Linked DNA regions of Hordeum vulgare: region 1 is linked to region 2. A link is a contact called in public Hi-C data. All regions are on one chromosome and are shown on one strand. The core of a region is the stretch at or near the end of the contact, and the rest is flanking DNA. Distances in the headings are between cores, read along the strand shown.

Region 1 (4,730 bases), core at 1,694-4,193, 570 kb after region 2:
AAAATTCTGATCATGGGGGCGACAATTGTACTAATCCAACTGATGATCCTACTAGCAGGAATGTGTCTCCGTGTGTGCAGGATTCTACAGCAGCAAGTGGTGCAGAAAATGGTGGAGAAAATGATTAAAACTTTGGAGAAAACGAGCTTATATTTCATGCAGTAGAAGAGGACAAAGCTGGCACGGAGCACGAGGCGGATCCGGAGTCACCTGAAACTCCCATGCGTCTGACCACCGCACCGAACCACGCGCCCGACAGTGTCCTCGCGCCGCGCCAGTTGGCCGCCGCCACGTCACCACATCTAGACGGGAATCCCCGTCCCGCACCGCGTCCCACACGCGGGCCCGCAGCGGCAGCGACAGCAGATTCGGGGGGGGGGGGCGTCGGGATCCATGTCCTGTGCGCGCTGCGCGCGACCAGCAGCGGCGGATCTTCTGCGGCCATCTTCTCTGATGAATCAGACACACCTCAGGCCACACAACTAAGTTCTGGATCTGCTGTGGAAAGCGAACCTGAGAATCTCTGAGGATCTCCTGTGCCCGAGCTTCCTGCACCATCTCCTGTGGCACAATCAGCACGCACACGACGAAGTCAACCTCAACCAGTTACAACTTCACGTGTCATGACTCGGTCGCAAAAAGGTATAAAAAATCCAAAAGTCCGAACTGATGGTACTATTCCATATGGCATGTTATGTATCGCAGGAGAACCAGGAAAATTGGAGGATGCACTAGGAGATCCAAAATGGAAAAATGCAATGGATGAAGAATATTCAGCGCTCATGAGAAACAAGACTTGGCATCTTGTACCAGAATAGAGAGGTATAAATATTATTGACTGTAAGTGGGTTTATAGAATCAAAAGAAAAGCAGATGGCCCCATTGACAGGTATAAAGCTCGCTTGGTTGCAAAAGGCTTCAAGCAACGATATGGTTTGGACTATGAGGATACTTTCAGTCCCGTTGTTAAAGCTGCAACTATTAGACTTGTGTTAGCTATATCTGTGTCTAGGGGATGGAGTTTGAGACAGCTAGATGTTCAAAACGCGTTTTTGCATGATGTTCTGGAAGAGGAGGTTTACATAAGACAACCACTTGGGTATGTTGACAAGAAGGTACCTCATTATGTATGCAAGCTTGATAAAGCGCTCTATGGCTTCAAACAAGCACCAAGGGCATGGTACTCAAGGTTAAGCTCTCAGTTAAAGCGCCTAGGCTTTGTTGCATCCAAAGTTGACACTTATTTGTTCATTTATAACAAGGCAAACACAACTATATTTGTATCAGTATATGTTGATGACATTATAGTTGCAAGCTCTTCACAAAGTGCCACTAATGCCCTTTTGCATGATTTAAGCTCAGAATTTGCATTAAAGGATCTTGATGATCTACACTTCTTCTTGGGCATTGAGGTAAAGAAGATTCAAGATGGCATAGTATTGAATCAAGAAAAATATGCCACTGAACTTCTAGTTCGTATGGGGATGAAAGACTGTAAGCCTTCACCCACACCATTATCCTCTTCAGAGAAACTCTCAGCATTTGAAGGTGAGCCACTGAAAGAAGAAGAGATCACAAAATACAGGAGTGCAGTAGGAGCCCTACAGTACTTGACAGTAACAAGACCTGATATTTCCTTTGCTGTTAACAAGGTTTGTCAGTATCTTCATGCACCTACTAGTGTACATTGGGTAGCCGTTAAAAGAATTGTACGGTACATAAAGCATTTTGTGAGCTTAGGTCTCCAAGTTAAATGTTCCAATTGCACTCTTGTTAGTGCCTTCTCTGATGCTGACTGGACAGGATGCAGTGATGATACAAGGTTAACTGGAGGATTTGCAGTATTCTTTGGTTCTAACCTCATCTCTTGGAGTGCTAGGAAACAAGCCACAGTATCCATGTCAAGTACTGAAGGTGAATATAAATCATTGGCTAATGAAACTGTTGAAATCATTTGGCTCGAATCATTGCTAAATGAGTTAGGAGTTAAACAACATCATGTGTCATGTTTGTGGTGTGACAATCTAGGAGCCATATATCTCTATGCAAATCCAATATTTCATGGCAGAACAAAGCATATAGAAATTGACTTTCATTTTGTCAGAGAAATGGTTGCAGAAAAGAAGTTAGACATACCCTTCATTCCTTCCAGAGATCAAGTTGCAGATGGATTCACTAAAGCCTTGCCAGTCAAGCCATCCGAGGAATTCAAGAAGAGTCTTAATGTAGGATAGTTGAGATTAAGGAAGGGTGTTAGACTTAGAGATATATTGTAATCTCAACTACTTATCTCCTCCTCCTCCTGTATCTATCTCTATCTCTAACCGAACCCATATCCTAGCGATTGGGTATACCTTGTATGCCACGGCAAGGGGCTCTTCCTGCCTCGATCAATATATACCCACGCGGCTCTTTAGGGAGAGTAGGAACGCTTCCATCTGGCAGGAACCACATGAAAAACTTGAATAGGTTGCCCGCATTTTTTTTGTGCTTGAACAGGTAATACTAGTATAAAGTGCTTGCATGAAAGAAGGGAGAGAGTGGTTTTAGGAGCAATGACGTTCCAATTAAACTCAGATTTCAAAGCTCCTGAAATTGGTAGTAGCATGATTTTTGCACGTAAAAATGAGTACCCCTCAAGGGGCAGGCAGGGAGACATGGCGCCTGCAAAATCATACGCATCGGGCAGGGCAGGAGCATATATACTCCTATATTTTTCAGCTGTTATAGGAGCGGAGTGCGGTGGCTGGCTAACAACCATGGAGATGGGGCGTCCTTGTTGCAGGGACAGGCAGATGGACACAGACAGTGGTAACAATCACAGAATTCACGGTTCGTTCGCAGGCGGCGGCAGCAGCAGCACTCTCCTCTCACCCCCGGCCCTCACCAAAAGCAGAAAAAGAAAGCGCCAAGGCCAAGGGAAGAAAGATTAATAATTGGTTAAAGGGGAGGCCTCAGCCTCACACACACCCCCACCTACACACCCAGCCCAGCACAGCACAGCACATCGATCGTCCTCCTCCTCCATTTGCATTTCCACTCACCACCAAACGCCCTCCCGTTCCATCATCCCTCCCTCCATCCCAAGAACACCACCACCCAGCACAGCAAGATCCAAGTCCCAAGATTGGCCTGGCTTTCTCGGAGCAAGAGCAGCAGCATTTGTAGAGATCGGTGGAGCCGCGGCGGTTGGATCAGCGAGGGAGGCAGGGAGCGGCGGTGTGCCGTGCCGGTGGTGGAAGTGGAAGTGGTTGGGCTTCGCTTGCTTGCTCGCTTGCGCAGGAGTGAGGGTCAAGTTCCCCCGGAGCTTTGCTTTCTCCTTTTTCCCTTTTTACCACGCACCATCCACCTGAAACCCATCTCCATCTGAATCCCCCGGCTCCATCCATCCATCCACGGGTAGAGACTAGAGAGAGGGATTGCAGTACAACCCAAGAAACCATGATGATGGTGTGGCAGGGGCAGGAGGATTGATCGGCGCTAGTAGTGGCCGCTGCTGTTACTCACCGGTCGCCATCTCCTCTTCCCTTCCCTTTAATCCTTGCTTCACTCCTCCCCTCCCTCCCTCCCTCCCTCCTGCCTTGTCTTATTGCCTTGTTGCAAGAGAGGAAAAGAAAACCCGGCCGCATTCCCAACAGCACACCTTCTTCTCGGTTGGTGCGTCGTCGCGTCCCTGCTTGTGGTGGTGGTTGTTGTTGTTGTATGATCGGTGGCAGCAGCCGAGATGACAATGGAGCACGGCGAGGATTGCTGCGTCAAGGTGGCGGTCCACGCCCGCCCGCTCATCGGCGACGAGAAGCTGCAGGGCTGTAAGGACTGCGTCACCGTCGTGCCCGGCAAGCCGCAGGTAACACCGAGCTTTCTTCTTCTTTCTTCACTCAATTTACTAGGCTTTTTTCCTGATGGAATGTTTGTGTTTGTGTTTCCCCCCTCTCTTTCTTGTTTCTGGTTTCTTCACTGGTGGCAGTACATGTCTCAGTTCAGAGACTAGATAGATAGATTGATTGACTGCTCAATCCAATTCTGCCAGTACGATAAATTCTCTTGTGTTTTCTTATATTACAAAAAAAAAGGAAAGAGAAACCATACGGCTGCGTTTTTTTTATTCGGTTTCCTGAAATTCAGAGATCGGATTTGACATTTTCCACCCAAGTTTGAGGATTGCAGCACCAGATTTCGCCAAGAAATAAACAAAAGAAGAATACTTTTTTCACCTCCTCTGTTTCTTCTCTCTGACCGTCCGACTCAAGAACAGCCAACCTCACATCACAAGAAACCAACCGATCCACCTCAATTCCGGCCATGAAGAACATCTCGAATTCGGCGGCGAGAATCTCGGTTGCTTGCTTGCTTTCCCGATTTAGCACCCCGTGACAGGGATGGGCGGCCCCCTTTTTCCCTTCTCCTTTCTGGAGAAATTTCCCCTGTCGGCAGTGCCAGAGTTGTTCATGCATTTCTGGTGCGGAGTTGCGTCCGATCTTGATGGCGTTCGTTGCTCTTCTTTATCTGGGCAGGAATCCTGTCAGCGTCACGCACTTGCACTCCCGGGTGTTTGTTTGATGATCCGGTCCCTTTCACCTCTCCCAATTCAAGCCTCTTTCCGTTTCTTCTTTGAGAAGGATTTTTTATCATCATTTGTTATAAAAATCTCCCCAAATTCTCATGGATTGGGTTCTCTCTCAGTTCCACCCTGAGCCTGGGTGAGTGAGATCTGGCTTATTATCTTACTT
Region 2 (4,558 bases), core at 844-3,343:
GCTGTGCCGGACGATGAGGTGGTGGCTCAAGAGGTTCCCCGGGGAGTGGTCGTAGACGACGAGCATCTCGCCATGGTCCGTGCACCACCCGCGCAGCTGCACCAGGTTCCGGTGCCTCAGCTTGGCCAGGTTGCAGAGCTCGTTGGCGAACCGGACGCGCAGCGCCGGGCACGTCTTCATGCCCAGCCGCTTCACGAGGACGTGGACGCGCCCGCCATTGCCGTTGTCCAAGAAGCCCTCGTACCCTGTCCCGAAGTCCAGCTCCGCCACCACCTGCGACTCGGAGAAGTCGTTGGTAATCTCCACGATCTCCTTGTACGATATCTCACGCGGAGTGTCCACAGTTGGAACCGCCACCGCTGGCCGCGGCGACGATCGCTGGCTGTTGCCGCTCTTATTCTCACCCGAGCCGCCGGTGGGCGACCTGCCGTCTTCAGCAGTGAGGTAAATGGTGGTACCAGCCGCTGTGGCGTACATGTGCTTCGTCGACGAGGCAGAGGTGGCTGTGCTGTTCGTGCCGGCGATTGTTGTCGATGTACCGGAGTCAGAGGAGGATGAGGTGAGAGAGATGTACTTTGGGAGTGCTAAGAAGGACGGAAGCGCCGGGAGGTCGCCGGAGCAGCTGCCGGAGATGTTCTCCACCACCCACTTCATGGTAGGACGAGCCCTCGGGTCATGCAGCGAGCAGAGGAGGCCGAGGTGGATGAACCGGCCCATGTCGAACATGGCGCGCGCGCCTTCCGGCAGCTTGCGGTCACCGGCTTTGAGCAGCTTTCCCTCGTCGGACAGCCGGCGTACCCAATCCAGCATGAAGATTTGGTCGTCTGGGTAGGCCAGATCGACCGCCCGACGTCCGGTGGCCACCTCCAATAGCACAATCCCGAAGCTGAAAACGTCGGACTTGGCCGTGGCCCCGCCCCTGCGCTGGAAACTCTCCGGAGGGAGGTACCCGATGGTGCCGCCGATCCTGCTCGTGTCGATCAGCCGGAACTGGTAGTTGGCTGAGGAAGAAAAGGACGACGTCGACCGAACGGATGGCGGCGACGGCAGCAGCTCGAGCTTTTTCGTGGGCGGCGCGTCCTCCACGGTGTGCTCAAGCCAGCGGGCGAGGCCGAAGTCGCCAAGCCGAGCGTTGTACTCGGAATCAAGCATGACGTTGCTGGTCTTGACGTCCCGGTGGATGATCTGCGTGTCGAGCTGCTCGTGCAGGTAGAGCAGCGCGGCGGCGAGGCCGGCCACGATGCGGCGCCGCCGGTCCCAGCCGAGCGCGGGCGCAGCCGAGGCCGGCGCGAAGAGGAGGCGGTCGAGGCTGCGGTTGGGCATGTAGTCGTACACGAGAAGCAGCTCCTCCTCGTCCCGGACGCACCACCCGCGGAGGCGCACGAGGTTGCGGTGCCGCAGCCGGGCAACCGCGGCCAGCTCCGCCAGGAACGACTTCTCGAAGCGGTCGACGCCGACGCTGGCCACGCACTTGACGGCCACCGTGGTGCCATCGCTTGGCAGCATGGCGCGGTACACCCGGCCGAAACCGCCGCTGCCGAGGACCTCTTGGTCACTGAAGCCGCTGGTCCCGATGTAGAGCTCGGAGTAGCTGAACACCCTGGGCCCCGTCGCGCCTCTGATCTTCCTCGCGCCGACCTCGTACACGCCGTCCATGTCCTCGAAGCTCATCTTCGCGGACCGGGAGTCGTGGCAGCCGCAGCGGAGGCAGGAGAGCGCGCGGCCGACCTTGTCGCGGACGTACGAGCTCAGCTTCTCCCCGGGGCGCCGCCGGGCATCGTCGTCGTCGTGGTCGTCAGCCGAGGCCGCGAGGACCTCGTCCCCGTCCATGGGCAGCACGAAGCACAGCCGGCGGAGCGACATGGACGCGTTGGGCGGGAGATGGTACGTGCGTGTCAGGGGGATGTCAGCCGGGCATAATTAATGGTGCCCGCGAGCGTGCGGCGTTTAAAGTTGCCGGTGGAGGTCTTGATCAGTGGGGAATGGAATGGCGAGTGCGCGCGCGCGCGTGGCCACGGAGCGGTGGGGGGCAGGTGGGATAGGATAGGAAAGGTGACACAAGATGACAAGAGGACTTTGGTTTAGGCGCGGCGATAGGTTTAGTGTGGCGTGCGACGGCTAAGCATAAGGAGTTGGCCTAGGTAGCTCGGGTGGTGGCATGCAGCTCATTCATGGTGGGTGGCTCACTCGGTTGACTTGGATGGCAGGTGGGGGGTGCTCGTTGAAAGGGAGAGGCCGCGCGATCGGAGAATGGTTTTCCGGCCACGTATTTTCACATGGGTTTTGGTGGTGCCGGCCGGTGAGGTCACGGGCCGGCCGGGTGGAACACGACGACACACTTCTCCTACCGTCTCCTGTGGTATGATTGTGTCAAGCCGGTGCTCGCTAGGGGTTTGTTTCAACGCTAGCCATTATTTACGATGTCTCCTATGGTACAATAAGCCGGTTCTAGCAATGCGTTTCAACGTTTGTCATTATTTAATTATTAGAGGTTTTTTTCGTCAAGGCGTGGAAATCGCTCAAATTTACATTCCAGCAACATTGTTAAGGAAATCGTTAACTCGTAGCTGCTCGGTTAGCTGGCGTGTAGGTGATTAATAATCTTAAAGAATTAATCGGACGAACTATAAGTTTATTGGCTACTCGGTGACCCTATAAATAGAGATTAATCGACAAGTTAACTGATTAATCGGATGAATTCTTTAACAGGGTCCAACGGTGAGACAAGCCCTAGTCATTGAGCAAAAATTTCATCTGCTTCCATGTTTTTCGGGGAGCTCCTAATTAGCGTTGCAAGTGTCAATTTCCCTAGCTGACGCCCACGCACCATCACCCCGTCGGCTAGACCATATAAGCGAGCGCTTGGTGGGTTTGCTCCATCGATCACCGGTGGGGGGCTCACTTCAGTCAGTTGTTGATTAAATATGAAAGAAAATGAAAAACTCGTAATTAACAAAAAGAATTGTGAATTTAAAATTTTCACAGATTTTAAAAAAGATCATGATTTTTTTTAAAGTTCACCTAATTTGAAAATTTTCATTGAATTTGAAAAACGTTCATCGAATAGGAAAACAATTCAACAAATTTGAAAAAAAAAATTTACCGAATTAGAAAAAGTTCATCAAAGTTGAAAAAAACCATTGATTTTGAAAAAAGTTTGTCCAGTCTTAAAAAAGTTAATCAAACTTGAAAAGGAATTAACCGATTTTGGAAAAGGTTCACAAAATTTTAAAATAGTTCATCAAATTTGGAAAGAGTTCATTGATTTAAAAGAAAAGCCCGTTGGTTTTAAAACACTCATTTTTTTTAAAAGCCAAAATAAAAAGCTTCATGGATTTTATTAAAAGGCACATTAAAGAAAACAAAAAGGAATGATAGAAAAGAAGAAGCAAAAAAACCAAACTGACATACACAATAAAATGTTGGGCTGTAATATAATTACACAAATCGGGTCATGGCCGGATGGTTAGAGCCAAGTGCTCACAACGAAGTGGTTCCACATCGTCATATTTTAGAAAAAGGTTCATTTATTTTCAGAAAAAAATTCTTCAATCTTGAAAAAATTTCGTTGAAATTTAAAAAAGTTTATCCATATTTAAAAAAAATGTAGATTTTTTAGAAAAAAATCCTCAACGGACGATTGAATGGATCAATCTATTTACGAACGTCACAGACGTCAGTTAACAAAAATACACGTATACTTAAACGTGTGGCATCAAATAGAAAATGCCTCTCCGCAAGCTAATAAACAGGCCTGATCACCGACTGATTCCAAACATGGTGGCTGTTTTTTTCCTCTATTTTTGCGGCTAAAAACGGTGGCCATTGGCTTTACGCGTTCGCCCAAGGACCAAAATTAGGGACCGACCAGATGTAAGTCGACTGAATATTGAAGTATATTTGAATCAATCCTTTTATTGTACCGAGTCCAAAGTCGCCGCTGCGTTGAATCCTTCCGCAACGTCCGCTTCTCTAATCGCAGGATTACCAGCTCTCGACATGCAGACGTACGTATATTTCGTGTAGTAGCTTTGCCTAGTGCTAAGCATAATGCAAACTACTCCCTTCTTCTCAAAATAAGTGTCTTAACTTTGTACTAGCTTTAATATAAAGTTGTATTAAACTTGAGACAGTTATTTTGGAACGAAGAGAGTATAAGTCTTTCTAAAGATTCTATTAGAAACTACATACGGATGTATATAGACATATTTTAGAGTGTAGATTCACTCATTTTGTTTTGTATATAGTTTTCTAATAAAATGTCTTAAAAGACTTAAGACGTGTTCGGACTCCCTCCGCTCCGCGACTCCGCGCCGGAGCGGAGTGGCCGTCCAGTGTTAATTAGGAGAGTTCCTAAAATGCAGCTCCGCGTACTCCGCTCCGTGGAGGGAGTCCGAACAGGCGCTTATACTCCCTCCATTTCAAAATAAGTGTCTCAGCCTTAGTATAAATTTATACTAGAGCTAGTATAAAGTTGAGACACTGAGAAAGTATTTAGGAACGGAGGAAGTAGATGATACCCCGCACGATGTTGCGAGGAGTGTAACAAGAAAAAAAA

The links. Hi-C and Micro-C count contacts between places; a contact is called where the count stands out from the background.
Region 1: a contact with region 2 is called in a Hi-C map of seedling, with 5 times the contacts expected there. The contact joins the promoter of LOC123397735 here to the promoter of LOC123397704 in region 2. A contact is called at or near these places in 2 of 6 Hi-C or Micro-C datasets (leaf and seedling).

What each region holds. Positions count from the first base shown.
Region 1 is chr5H:350,505,107-350,509,836 of MorexV3_pseudomolecules_assembly, forward strand. LOC123397735 (kinesin-like protein KIN-4A) reads left to right here and starts at 2,944. Exons shown (of 25, transcript XM_045092271.1): 1 at 2,944-3,847. The coding sequence starts at 3,725.
Region 2 is chr5H:349,939,960-349,944,517 of MorexV3_pseudomolecules_assembly, forward strand. LOC123397704 (receptor like protein kinase S.2) reads right to left here and starts at 2,094. Exons shown (of 1, transcript XM_045092240.1): 1 at 1-2,094. The coding sequence starts at 1,863.